Linked DNA regions of Canis lupus: region 2 is linked to region 1. The links are chromatin contacts, called in public Hi-C maps. All regions are on one chromosome and are shown on one strand. Each heading gives the region's core, a stretch centred on a gene start, on an enhancer-like site or on the middle of the called end of the contact. The rest is flanking DNA. Distances are from core to core; before and after follow the strand shown. Region 1 holds the start of FBXO30 (F-box only protein 30). Region 2 holds the start of SHPRH (E3 ubiquitin-protein ligase SHPRH).

Region 1 (7,153 bases), core at 1,736-4,235:
AATACAATTAGTTGTACAATTAATATTAAATACAAACACCTGCTGGGTGATTTGCTGACCAAATGCAGTTTTAAAGACCACAGCAAATCTATAACCTCAGCTGGACATCTTATTTCACTGGTTTAAAAGGGGTGTGTGTGTGTGTGGCTGGGGGGGGAGGGGGGTGCGGTGACTAGGCAAGATTAAAAAATCCACTACCTTAAACTCCAAACTCAAAGCACTTGCACTCCTGATGAGTCCAAAATGGCTAAGTGGGTTACACTGTATTCATTCCTTTTATCAAATTTTAGCTCTTTTTATTTATAGAATGACGACCTAATTATATGGAAAATTGTCAAATGTTTCCCTTCCAGTTATGATATAATCAAAACATATACCTTCTGTGTCTAAATATGGTCATGAGTAGCTAATTCCAAAGTGATAGTTCTAACTACTTGCAATGTTCTCCACTAAATAAGCAAATGAAATTATTACAGACTTACATCAGAACTTAAAATAATATTAATATTTAATGCTTTGGACTAGAACCTGTTTGCGTCGATCCTCAGATAAAAATAATACACCTAAATGGTGGTACTCAGCTTATTAAAATGGGCAGCATGGCACAGGGGAAGGGGTTTCCAAGGGATCTCAGCTTTGTGACCTTGAGGCAATTACTCTACTGTGAAAACAATTTAGAACTCTACAGAGATTGGTTATGTGTATATCCAACAGGATACAGTCTAATACTCAGAAAAGGGATGTACTCACTTTACACAACAGCCATGTTTATGTAGGCAAAGCTTTCTGTAAAACTATTTTTTATATCAGGTCATTTCTACTTGTAAACCTTATAAAAAGCAATTGTATGAGAAAATAACCTATGTTAGTTAACATTTTCCAATGAAAAGATGTACCTTTTTTTGTAAAGGATTTTCAGAGACTGGATTTTAATTGAGGTATGCTTATCTGTATTTAACTATCTAGCTACCTACAATGTAAAAACCATGAGCTCAATGCCAATCTCACATATTTCATCAACCTGAATTTGAAATTAAATATTTTACATAGTCTATGATTGAAGACTGTCAAAGAAGCCAAATACCTCCTTGAATGAAACAAACAATCCTAGGAACTCAGTTAAAAGAGTATCCAAAAAAAAAGGAAAAAAAAAAAAAAAGATGTATCCAAAATCATACAAAGTAGCATAGGACTTATCCCATTAAAAGCCACATTTCAGTAATACAGTGTATCAAATAGTAAACACACATTAACCACACCCACGTGGTGACCTCAAAGTACCTGCCTAACTGTAAGTGTTATTTCAAAGTGTTATTGTCCTTTAATAGGTATTTTATTATGACACTTTGTATTTTTTTAAAAGTGTCCAACGCTAGAGATGGAGAAATACTGGACTGAAATAAAATACCCAGCACACCCAGAGTGCATAAAAGTTTGCCTGTATCAAAAAACTTCAGTTCTCTGAGAACATTTACAAAACTCCACCGAGTATTTCCAGAATCACACACACACACACACACACACACACACACAGAAACCTTATGTCACTGCATTAAAGTACTAGATAAAAACGAATCGGCAACTTACACGTTACCAAAACACCATGTTATCCCCGATTAAGCTTCTGGAGTAAGAAACTGTGACTAAGCATAAAGAACAGTGATTCAGCGGAAACTGTACACCGAAAAACTGGACCCTTAGAAAAATTCTTAATATAAATAAATAAAGTATTTTCTTAAAAAAAAAAAAAAAAAAAAGGGGGGAAGTGAGAGCACCTAGGTGGCCCGGTCGGTTAAGCGTCTGCCTTTGGCCCAGCTCACGGTCCCGGGATCCCCGGCGGACCCCACGGGGCTCCCTGCGGCGCCGGGACCTGCTCGTCCCCCTCCTCTGCCTGCCGCTCCGGGGTTGTGCTCTGTCAAGTAAAAAAAAAAAAAAAAAAAAAAAAAAAAAAAAAAAAAATCTTAAAAAAAAAAAAAAAGAAAAGAAAAGAGAAATCCTAAACATACATTTTATGCTATTCTTTTCCCTTTGCTGCGTTGAAAACCGGAGTGCTTTCCAAAACGGTAATAAATACGGGCAAACGCACAACCTGCTCCTGTAACTTCTTAGGTCTCTAAAGGATACACCACGCGGTACACGCACACGCACGAATAGTCCAAAGAGTCTGGGAAGTTTGTTATTTATTCAAAGTTTTAAGCTTTAGCCTACGCTGGTATCAGAATGCCCATAAATAGCGTCATCTTGGATCCGAGTCAACAAAGCAGTTGTGGGATAAAAGGTCAATTCCTTCCCAACCATCCTTTATCTGGGGCTTACGACACGGCTCAGAAAGAAAAGCAAGAGGCGGTCGGAGTGCGGGAAGCGCGGCCGAAAACCGACTCCGGCGGCCGGACCGGACCCAGCGCGCGCCCCGCCGCCCCCTCCGAGCACCCGCCGCAAAGAGCAGCCCCCGGCCCTGGCGATCAGGCAGTTTCCCTTTAGCAGGGGCTGAGGCTAGGACGGCGGCCGCTCCCGCTCGCCACCAGGAACGGCAAAGTCACCAACTTCTCTCATCCCGGGGGACCGCGATGGCGCGTCCCCGCCTTACTTGGACCGTCTGTCCCGTCACCCAAGCTCCCGAAGGCAGAGGGACCCGACGCCGGGTTCTCGAGGTCCCGAGGGCTGCCCGAGGGCTGCCCGAGGGCTGCCGGGCCCCGCCCCCCCCGCCCACAGACAGGCCCGGGGACTCGGGGGTCGGTCCCCGGCCTCGGGTCGCCATTTGCCGTCCCTCCTCGGCGGGCCTCTGCTCGCTCGGCGCAGGCCCGGCCCTCGGGACCGACCCACGGCCGCGGGCCTCGCACGGCCCGGCCGCCGCCTCCGGCCTCCCCCGCCGGCCTGCCCCGCCGGCCTCCCGACACTCACCGCCCCGCGCGGCCGAACCGCGGCCCAGGCCCTGCCTGCCGAGGCCGCCGTGCTCGGCTGCTCCGCGCGGTCCCGGCCGCTCCGCGCCCCGCAGCCCCGCGCGGTCCGCCTCCTCCGCCGGGCCTCTCAGCCCCGCCGGGCCGCCGCCTTTTCTCCTCCCGGCCGGCGCCTCCGCCACCTCCCCCGGCGGCCGCCCCCCTCAGGCGGCCCCGCCCCGCTCGGCCCCGCCCCGCCCCGCCCCGCTCGGCCCCGCCCCCCAGACGGGCTCGGCCCGGCCACCGCGGCGGCCCCGGCGGCGGCTGCAACCCCGCGGAGACGCGCACGCTGAGCCCCGCGGAGACGCGCACGCTGAGCCCCGCGGGGACGCGCACGCTGAGCCCCGCGGAGACGCGCGCGCCGAGCCCCGCGGGGACGCGCACGCCGAGCCCCCGCGGGGACGCGCACGCCGAGCCCCGCGGGGACGCGCACTCCGCCCTCGGATACTCGCCCGGAAGCTGCAGGGTGGGGTCCCGAGACTCTGGGGCTTGGCGCGTCTGGGGGGTGGGGGGTGTTTCCGCGCCCACACTGCTACCAAGCCCTCTTGGACTTTGGGATCTTGTATTCCTAGAAGGAATCGTAGACTCGGAGTTCGGGAATTGAGGAACCAGGCCCATGTGGACTGGCGTGTTTAGCTCCCTAAATTGTAGGATAAGCAGCCAGATCCCTTAATTCTCGGTGCGGTTTCCCTTCCCATTAGGTCATATTGAGGAGGCAGCGGGGCAGGTTTCTTTGCAGGTCGCTGCCACGGGCCTTCCTGCCTGCTAACCCAATGCACCTGAGTCCTGCAGCTCAGTGTCCCTTGCAGGTTCTACCTATCCCGGGACTGAGCTCAGACCAGGACTGAGGCGTCGCGGAGCCTCACTGGGACGCAGGCGGGATAGCCCAGCAAGGTCTAGTTCCGTAAGGGCCTGGGGCTTTCTGCAACAAGGCGGTCTGCATGGAAAGGTGCCTTGAATGCCACTTTCGCAGAAGACTTTACAAATGACTGAGGATTAAAGAAGTATCACGTGGCCATGCCAAAGAATTGGGGTCCATATTGGGGCTCATTGCTGGGCCGCTACTACCAGCAAGCCTTGGTCTAAGGCCAAGAATCAGATTCAGAATCGTGGGGGAAGGGGGCATCTCTCATCCCCTCCCCATAGACCAGTGTCCATCCCCTGGGCTCCTGCCCAGTACCAGCAAGAGACCTATTTTTGATAGAAAATTACTAATCCTGGCCTTGCGGGTGGAAGCAGAGACAGGAAAACACTGTTCTGTAATCTTTTCTATGGCTACTATTTACACCCCCACCCCACCCCCCGCCAACCGGTATGGCTTGGAAAAGATCACACATAATTTGCCATCCTCCTGAGAAGTGACTCTCGGATATTTAGATTTTCAAGACCAGTATAAAAAAAAAATCCCAAACTGAAGAAAGAACTTAAATTATTCGCTCTTATTGTGTTATTGTGCTAAGAAAAACGGTAAAAAATGGCACTACTGATATTAATGATTCATTTCATACATGAAAGGAGATTTTAACACCATTAGCCAGTACATAATCACAGAATAAAGGTCAGTTCTTTAAATGAATAAATTTAGCTTTTTGAGAAATTCAGTCTATTTTTCTTACTTTGTCAAATTTGCTTGCGAGTCCAGAGTTTGAGAGACAGAGAATGATGCAGAAAGGACAGTGAAGCAGGCAGGATGACGTGGTGGGAGAATACATGGGGGCTGCTACAGTCTTGCCTCCCTCCCTTGCTCACTATCCTGGATTGAGTCACATATCTGCCCTTTGCCTCAGTTGCTCTCCTACAAGATGAAGTGCCAGAATAAATAATCCCTAGAGCCCTCTCTAGCTTTAAAACCTCATGATTCCATGATTGTACTTACTGAAATCTGGGGCTTTTCCCTTTACTGCATCACCGAGCTGATACTAGGTCACCCCCTCAGGCTGAGTCACTCAGGCTGTAAACTTCAATCCTCTTTACCCTTTCTATCTCAGTACTTTTCCATGCCCAGCAATCCAAAACAAAACAAAACACAAAACACACACACACACACGTACACAAAAACCCCTTTATTCCTGTCTTTCACATTTATTCCTAGTTACCATCCTAGGCACATTTGGATTTCTGCTGTTCCCTACCAGTCATTCCTCATCCAGTGTTTCCCCCTCAAACCCACCACTGACACAGTTCTTCCTAAGACATCCTTTTCATAATGTTATGTGTCTATTCAGATATCTATAATGGCCAGGGCCCATTGATAAAGTCTCAACACCTGCCTTCAGTGGCTCAAAGAACATGTTTCATTCTTTTTTTTTTTTTTTTTAATTTTTATTTATTTATGATAGTCACAGAGAGAGAGAGAGAGAGAGGCAGAGACATAGGCAGAGGGAGAAGCAGGCTCCATGCACCGGGAGCCCGACGTGGGATTCGATCCCGGGTCTCCGGGATCGCGCCCTGGGGCGAAGGTAGGCGCCAAACCGCTGCGCCACCCAGGGATCCCAACATGTTTCATTCTAGCCTGAATAGTTTCCTTTTCTTCTGCATCAAACACCATGCATAGTACAGTTCCAGGTCACCGGTGCCCATGTAAGGAAGGTCAGGCACTTCCTCCTTCTTAATCTCCAACCCCATGTCCTCTGTGAAAGACTGCTATAGCACATACTATTGATTGTCAGCACTTGGACCTGTGCCTCATGGCGGTGTTACCAGTCTTACAAATGTATGTCAGCTTACAGAGGATCTCAAATCCCTGGAGGTGTGTATTGCATTGGTTTTGTATCTCCCCTCAGTATCTAGTATCCTACCGTGCATACTGTGGATACTTAAGGAATACTTGCTGCTTCATAAACAAAATATGTACTCTACTCCTTTCATCTTATCCCCATTTTCATTTTCTGTCCTATGTTCTAACTCCTTGGATAAACTTCTCTTAGTGCCCTTTCTAAGGGAAATGTATCTAAAACATCAGTGGCAATCAGAGAGAATGCCACAAGTCACAGGTTTCCTCAAATATTCTCTCTTCTCTAGTATATACACAGTTGACATGGACTTCTAGAACAAAGCTATCATCTGTGTGGCTTAATCTCCCAGAGGAGTGAAAGGAATCCTGGAAATTTAAAGTAAAAAAGAGGTCTTGCTATAGGACATTGTTAACATTGTCAATCGTGTGCGTTCTAATGTTTCACACCTGAGTTTCATGATAAGGAGTAGGTAAGTTTGAGCTACCTACTGCCTCAAAAAAAGGAGGACCTTACAACTCCTCCAAACACACTCTGCAGGCTGTCTTGCACTGGTTTAGATGGAGGCATAGCTCCTAGTGTTTTTATTTTCTAGAGGCCATTCTTAAGATGGGGAAGATAATGAGAACCCTAAGAGTATAATAACATCACAAAGAGAAGTACAAAGCCTGGGATCCCTGGGGGGCGCAGCAGTTTAGCGCCTGCCTTTGGCCCAGGGTGCGATCCTGGAGACCCGGGATCGAATCCCACGTCGGGCTCCCGGTGCATGGAGCCTGCTTCTCCCTCTGCCTATGTCTCTGCCTCTCCCTCTCTCTGTGTGACTATCATAAATAAATAAAAATTTAAAAAAGAGAGAGAGAGAAGTACAAAGCCTAAGCACCAGACTAGACTGTAAGAGAGAGAAGTTGCCAGAGAATGCAAATTCTGTTGATAAGGCAAATTCAACAATCAGACAAATTGTTCTTCCTTTCGTTCAATGTCAGGAAAATAACATCAACATACAAGAAGGTTTTCTTTCTTAGACGAGCCTACGCTCAGGTAGCCCAGGGACCAAGGCAACAGATAAGTCTGGACTGAAGTTTAAGTCATGTACTAATTAAGGAAAGCATCCTTGGCCAGAGACAAGTGTGAGAGGGTGGGGGATGATTTCAGCTGTGAAATCATGGGACAATTGGAATTCCCAGCTGGGACTGCAGTGGGAAATATCCTTCCTCTTTTGTGATATGCTTGTAAGGAATTACAAAAAAGAGCCACTTTGAATCACCTAATTGCCGGAGTTTAGAATCTAATAGCTGTAATTATATTTTCTATATAAGTTTCTTTGAGGTATGTAGAATATGACAATTAGCATAAATTATATGGTAATTTAGAAAGAACCTACCAACGATAATATTCATAACCCCAAATCAACCTTGCAGCTGTAGGCAAATAGAGGAATTTGAGCCAAGGAGCCATGGAATGTTGGAAAAAGTAAAAAATCCAGGT
Region 2 (7,780 bases), core at 4,521-7,020, 150 kb after region 1:
CAGGAAACTATGTATGTATGTATGTACTAGAATGGTTAAAATTTAAAAGACTGAAGAGGTAGAGCAACTAAAACTGAACTCTCAAACATGAGGAAAAGTCTATCAATTTTCTTACAAAATGAAATACAAACTTTCTGTGCAGCCTAGTAATCCTACTCCTAGATATTTACCAAAGAGAAATAAAAACATAGATTTACAAAAAAGATTTAAACTTGAATGTTAATAGCAATTTTAACAAAAGCCAAAAATGGAAACAGTCCATTGCCTGGTAAATGGATAAACAGGGGGATATTTCTTGATAACCTACTGATACAATATACAATGAGATGGATGAATTAAAAAAAAAAAATGGATGAATTTTTAAAGCATTGTGCTAAGTGAAGGAAGCCAGATGTGTAAGACCTTATATGATTCTATTTATGTAAAATTCTAGAAAAGGCAAAAACCTACTGATCGAAAGTCAGTGAGTGGTTACTAAAGCAGAGGAAGTGGGAAAAAGTGGACTGATGGCATGGAGCAGGAGAGAAAGTTTTGGGATGACAGAAATGTTCAACTGGTATTTACGTAATTGTATATACTTGTCAAAACTCATCATGGTACACTTAACATTGCTGGATTTTACTATATGTAAATTATACCTTAATAAAGCTGATTTTAAAAGTGCAAACAAAAATGAGATGAAGAAAAGACTTAAAATTAGAAGAGAGGGCAGCCGGGTGGCTCAGCGGTTTAGCGCTGCCTTCAGCCCAGGGTGTGATCCTGGAGACGCAGGACTGAGTCCCATGTTGGGCTCCTTCCATGGAGCCTGCTTCTCCCTCTGCCTGTATCTCTGCCTCTCTCTCTCTCTCTCTCTCTCTCTCTCTCTCTCTCTGCGTGTCTCTCATGAATAAATAAATAAAATCTTAAAAAAAAAATTAGAGGAGAATGCAGTGCCTGGGTGGCTCAGTCAGTTGGTTAACCACTTGCCTTCAGGTCAGGTCACGATCCCAGGGTCCTGGGATCAAGCCCTGAGTCAAGCGCCTTGCTCCATGGGGAGTCCGTTTCTCCCTCTGCCTCTGCTACCCTCGCCCCAGCTTGTGTTCTCTTTCTCTCTCTCTCAAATAAATAAACAAAATCCTAAAAAAATAAAATTATAAGAGAATATTAAGAACAGCTTTATTCTGGGACGCCTGGGTGGCTCAGTGGTTGAGCATCTGCCTTTGGCTCAGGGCATGATCCTGGGATCCTGGGATGGAGTCCCCACGGGGAGCCTGTTTCTCTCTGCCTATGTCTTAGCCTCTCTCTGTGTGTCTCTCATTTATAAGTAAATAAATAAAAATCTTTTTTTAAACAAAGAACATTTTTATTCTAATTAACTTGAAAATTCTAGAAAAAATGAGTAATTTACTGACAAAATATAAATGGATAATTAATTCTCTTAGTAGTCACACTGCATGTGGCTTTTTAACTTTAAATAAGCTTAAATAGCATCATAAACTCAGCTCCTCAATCTCACTAGCCACACTTTTAAGCACTTAACAGTCATATGTGAACAGTGGCTACTATACTAGACGGTGCAAATATAAGACATTCTCAAAACTGCAAAAAGGTTAGCAAGTATCATGAGAATTCCATTTCCTTAGCCAGTGCCTGCTTTATGAATCTGCAAGTAATAAACTGTAAACAATCTCTTACTATGGTTAAGTATAAGAACCTTATCTTGTCTATGATCTTGGAAGAATAATACTGGAAGCCCCCAATAACCTATGTGTTTATCTTTGTCCAGTTCTTATCAGAACGTAGGTTAGAATACTGGAATTTGGTCATTCTGCTAGAAGTCTGAAAAGTTCGGCTATATCAACTTATTAGTTGATTATGGCCACAAATAATGCCAGATAACATTGTACAGCACTCCAAAGCTCAATATCTTAAGAAAGCAATCATTTAATCTCACAGATCTGCAGGTTAGCTGGTTAGCTGAGGGTTGGCTGATGTAGGTGAGGTTTCTGGAGGAGCAGTTCAACCCTGCTTATAATGTAGTTCTCATTTTCCTCCTAGGACCAGTAAAGCAACTCCCAAATATACTTATCACCATAGCTGAAGGGTAACAGTGTAAATCCAATCACACAAGTACTTTTTAAAGTGTGGTCACAGCAAAAGTACAAGGTTCCACAAAATAAATAAAGCAAGTCACAGTAACGGACCAAACTGAAGAGGGAGGGTAATGTACCATACTTCTCTACCGGGTAGAACTGCTAATGGCAGAGTGTGGATATGAGGCGGCAGTGGTGGTGATGGTGGGTTAGATAATTTATTACCAACAATAATGCTAATATTAAAAACATGGCAATTATGAATTGTTAACTCTAAAAGACCCAAAAGGAACTAGCTATAGAGTCTCACAGCTGCAAAGCAATGGCTTACAGGAGAAAAGATTCTAATTCTAGCTTTGGCATTTACTGTGTGCACAGAGAGTTATCTAACTAACCTCTCTGTGCGAGTTTTCTCATTTCTAAGATGGGGATGATAGGATTATCCTTAGAAATAATATAAGTGCCATAATACAGTTAACAGAAGTTTAGCATACATTCAATGAGCAGTAACTGCTAATCACCACCATCTTTGAAACTATAAATTATATATTCTAATAACCAAGCTGTAATGTGGTAGGATGGAGGACCATGCATCTGTGTGTCTCAAACTTGACTGCACATTAGAATCATCTGGGGGAACTTTAAAAAATCTTGATGCCCAAGTTCTACGCTAGCCAATTAAACCAGAACTGAACATACATTCATGATTAAAAAAAAAAAAATCTTATTTAGATTCTTTTTTTTTTTTTAAAAAGATTTTATTTATTTATTCATGAGAGACAGAGAGAGAGAGAAAGAGGTAGAGACACAGGCTCCACACACGGAGCCTGATGTGGGACTCAATCCCAGGCCTCCAGGACCAGGCCCTGGGCCAAAGGCAGGTGCTAAACCTCTGAGCCACCCAGGGATCCCAGATTGACTCTTTTCTTAAGGGATTTCTATCCAGGGATAACTTCTTGAACCAAGAAGATGTTATTTGATCAAAACTACTTATAATCATAATGTTAATTGGCAGCTAATAAGTCAAGTACCAGTAAAATTCTATAGATTTCTAATCATATTCCAAATCCTTCTTCTGGTTTTCTATACACTACCTGAGTCCCATTTTTGATTATTCTACTTCTTATTCCTCCTCCTTAAATATCAGAGTTTGGGTAAAACATGTTTATTTGAGGTTTTAAAATAGGAACCACATCTTAATTGTCCTACATTTAAGTGTAAAAAGCCTTTTGCTTGAAATGCTCTCTCATACTTTTTCTACCTGTTGCTGTTCCAATCTTCCCCAGAAAACCTTCCACCACCAGGCATGCTGAGTTAAGGGCCATTCCTCCCTGATCCCAACTGCTGCACTGTTCTAACTGTATGACTTTGAAGGCTATGACAGCTGGGCAGGAATGGTATCCTATTCACCATTGTACCCCCAATGCCAGCATGGAATTGATATTCAAAACAAGGTGAAACAAATATCTCTAATTCCCCAAATACCAAATATCCTCCCTCTTAAGTACTATGTTCGTTTTTAGACAAGAGTCTCTTAACCACATTCTAGAAGATTACAAGTAATGTGAAACTATTCTTTACTATTTCTGGCCCTGAATGAGACAGAGAAAACTGACTGACCCATACCTTCAAGAGAAAACAAAGACAGATTTTTAGAAAAATAAACATAAAATGTTAAGTTACTAAGACAATATGACAAACGATTACTAAACTTTGATTTAGATTTTTTTTCCCTCCAAATTATTATCTCTTCATTAAAAGACACATACAAATCCTGACTTAAAACAATTCCATGGTAGGCCTGGATTTAGAATTTAAGAACAATAAGAAGTGTACATCTGCCACACTGCTGCCCAAGGTGAGCCTTATGCAAGCAAAGCCCAGTCACCACGGATTAGTGAGAAGCTTTTAATGATCTAGCATTATCACAATGTTTCTGTAGCAATGACTTCAGCAAGATGAGAGTGTTTTCATCTATTGAACCCCAAAATGTGTCAGTCACATAAACTTGAAAAATGCCCTCAAAAAGAAGGCATTTTTCACCAGTACATTCTCTTCCTCCAAATCTTTGTAGCCTGAACTTTTAATAAAAGATTTAATAGGGGATCCCTGGGTGGCGCAGCGGTTTAGCGCCTGCCTTTGGCCCAGGGCGCGATCCTGGAGACCTGGGATCGAATCACGTCAGGCTCCCGGTGCATGGAGCCTGCTTCTCCCTCTGCCTGTGTCTCTGCCTCTCTCTCTCTCTCTCTCTCTCACTGTGTGACTATCATAAATAAATAAATAAATAAATAAATAAATAAATAAATAAATAAAATTAAAAAAAAAAGATTTAATAATTCTGCAAGTGGAGTTCTTAGGCTTGGGCCAAAAGAGGACATATACATAGTAGCATCTTTCAAAAGTAAACTATTTTATTGTCAACTGCTAGCTTATTGGCTAATTCGACTTGGGAAGATCTGGCAAGCACAGGTTACGCAGTCCATACACACGTCTCTCGTTAATGCTCAGTAATGCTCAGCATCATTTCTGATTATAAACCAGAGGGTCTTTCTGGTGACAGTACAGATGTTATGCATCATTTCTATTAATAGACGTTTCAACATCTTGCTACCATCCAATAAAAACAATTTTAAGTAGCTGTAATGACTTTAAAAAGATATTTTGTTCAGTTAAAGAGTTAAAGTAATTTAAATACACGTAGGAAAACATCGAACATCTAGTATTTCTACCTCCTGGGTCATGTAAAGTCACTTAGAAAAAAACAGCACGAGCTTAATGGCCATTAATTACTAGTGCTATGTCTGAAAGTGACAATCATCAAATAAGGTATCTTTGCTCATCAAATAATGTATCTTTGTTCATCAACCTAGCAACGACCACGGAGTCAAAATGCACAACGTACAAGGATGGTTTTGAGGGCGAATGTAATTCATCGGACTCCAAAGGTAACTGAGAACTTTCAGACTAACTTGGAAGCCTCGCCTCCCCTTTACCGCATTACAACCCCGAGCACCAAGACGCTAGGCAGCGGCCCGGATCCAGTCTCCAGGGGCGTGTGCCCGACGAACGCGGATACCCACTCGGTTTTCCTCCGAAACTCAAGAGCGGTTCACGGAGTCTGAGCTGGGCTGTCAGCGCCGCATCACTCGCAGCAGGCCGGGCAAACAAGCCACCCGCGAGGCCGAGGAGCGCGACGCCGGTCCCTCGGACGCTCGGTCTGAACACCGCAGGCCCCAGCCCCCGGGGAGAAGCACAGCCTCCTTCCCCACGGCCCTACCTTCCCCCGGGGGAGCCGCAGCGGTCCAGCGGCCCCCAAGCCTGGGATGGGAAAGGGTCCGAGAGACTCGCGCAGTCCGAGAGACTCCCTTTCAGCCCTTTAGCTTCCCGGGCTCCGGAACAACAGTCTTCCCTCCCGGGGACCTCCGTCTCCGAGTGGAGGCGTCTACCGTGCCCGACCTCTGACCCCTGACCCTCCAGCACCCAAGCGCCTACCTAGGCTGGTTCTCTAAGCCTCTTGAACCGCTCTGCACCGCAGGTCACGGGCATGCATTCGCCACCCACCGAACACCAGCTTAAGACGGGCACGCGCGCTTTATGCTGGTTTGTGTCGGGGTTCCCGGGGGGCCCAGAAACCACAGCGCCCAGCTGCCGGGTGCGCGCTGGAGCGTGGGGTCAAGGCGGACGCGCACGTCGGAGCGCCCCGCCCCTTTTCTCCGGTGATGGCTTCATAAGTCGCTTCTGCGCAAGTCCACACGGTGAAAGTCTAGCGGAGGATACAGTTGGAATCTCGCGATAGCGCTGCCCCACATTAGGAGTTCAGGATTGGTTGGAACCTCTAAGCGGGAGGCGGGGCCCTGCGCAGAGTATCAGGTGTGGGCGGGGCTCCGCTGGGAGCCCGGGATGGGAGCTAGTTGGTGGCTTTAGGGACCTGGCCGGCGAGAGCTCTGCAAACGCACCTCTTTTATTCCTTCCAGAAAGCAGAGTCTGAGCACCGATGAAGCTTAGCTCTTTCAGGAAAGTTATTTTAAAAGACTTTTCAGGGGAAAATGAGTATACAATTTAAGAGGAGGAAAGAAAAACTGCATGTATTGTGTGAGTCTGGCTTTCTAATATCTTTTTTTTTTTTTTTTTTCCCCGCCTCGCTGAGAGGAAGCCTCTTTCTCACCGATGTAGACTTAAGTTTAGTTAACTTTGGAATAACTCTGAGAGGCTTCAGGGTCAAGAACTCGTAAAATGATCCTCAGGAAGCGTCAGGCACTCAATGATGAATGAGTACCTAGTAAGGATTCAGCATTATGCCAAAAAGGGGCATCTTAGGTCTCAAAGTTCTTGCCTAGGAGAACATCCGTTGTAGCTGCAGAGACAGGTCAGAGCGGTCCATAGCCTACCCAGTACAGAGCTTTATCACAGACCTCTAAACTTGAAGCCATTTACATCAACTAAATCCTGTAAAGTTTGCTGGAAATCAGTTACCTTCCCCCAGGCTTCATGAGGCAAGTTGAAAAATTAATACTACCTCTCTGATTTTGCCTCGTTTTATTTTTTCCTTTTCCCTCCTATGATCTTGTTTTGTTTCCCATGTGGGTGAGAGCATATGATAATTGCCTTCCTCTAATTGACTTACTTTGCTTAGGAGACAAACCTTGAGGCTCTTAAGCAATGAGGGTTGCTGGAGAGGAGGGGAATGGAGGACTGGAGTAACTGGGTAATGGGCATTAAAGAGGGCACCTGATGTACAGAGCACTGGGTATTGTATGAGACTGATGAATCACTGACTTCTACAAATGAAAGCAATAATACATTATTACTTAATTGAATTTAAATAAAAATAAAAAGATAAAAGAATAATAGCAAAGAAAAGTAGGAAAAGTAATATTAATGCTGGAGCAATGGGTGAGCAGAGTCCTTCAATGAAGAACTGATCATGTTAGTAAATACAAGAGGAGGGATCCTTTCTTTAGGAAGTATAATTTGAAAAGCATTTAAATGTATATTGAACTGTAAAGTGTTATGTTTGGTAGTTTCATGTCACTTCTTACCATTGGAGCAGAGAATTAATTAAGCTCATAGTTTTCTTTGAGCCCGTCTGGTGCCAGGCAAAATTAATTAATTAATTAATGATTTTTCCAGAGAGAATACATTTTAATCTGCTCTAGAGTAGTGAATGACATAGCATCATTAGAGATATTCAAGGCTCCCTTGCTAACCCTGGGAGCAAGGGACTAACAGGAAACTAACGATGTCCTGCCCTGGGTCAGAAGCAAAGAACAAGATATACATACATACATAGAACAAAATAGAATAATATGCAACTGAATACAAAATAAAACATGCATTTTGGACCTGTGGTATGCACATTTGTGTAGTATAAGAGGATGTAATGGAGAAGTGAGCTACCTAATCTGCCCAGCCCACTGCAAAATGAAAAATTATTAAGAATTCCAAGATGGCAACAGGCAGCAAACCTTTGTGGCAGAGCACCACACCTGGGAGGGCCCTTCTGAGGTCAGGGCCCTGTACACCTGCACAGTCACACACCTGAACCCCATCCTGGCAGGGAGGATAAAGATTAGAATTCATCTCCACAGACCACCTGTTTCCTGAGTGATCTCACTAGGCTAAAGCTATAGATTCAGTTCTTTTTTTTTTTTAAATTTTTTATTGGTGTTCAATTTACTAACATACAGAATAACCCCCAGTGCCCGTCA

Evidence for each region. Hi-C and Micro-C count contacts between places; a contact is called where the count stands out from the background.
Region 2: a Hi-C map of blood shows a contact between it and region 1, with 4 times the contacts expected there. The contact joins the promoter of SHPRH here to the promoter of FBXO30 in region 1. A contact is called at or near these places in 2 of 9 Hi-C or Micro-C datasets (both in blood).

What each region holds. Positions count from the first base shown.
Region 1 is chr1:37,264,326-37,271,478 of UU_Cfam_GSD_1.0, forward strand. FBXO30 (F-box only protein 30) reads right to left here and starts at 2,986. Exons shown (of 3, transcript XM_038526265.1): 1 at 2,902-2,986.
Region 2 is chr1:37,406,560-37,414,339 of UU_Cfam_GSD_1.0, forward strand. SHPRH (E3 ubiquitin-protein ligase SHPRH) reads right to left here and starts at 5,771. Exons shown (of 30, transcript XM_038526268.1): 1 at 5,565-5,771. It overlaps LOC111095614 (a long non-coding RNA gene), which reads left to right and starts at 5,784. Exons shown (of 2, transcript XR_005353634.1): 1 at 5,784-6,164.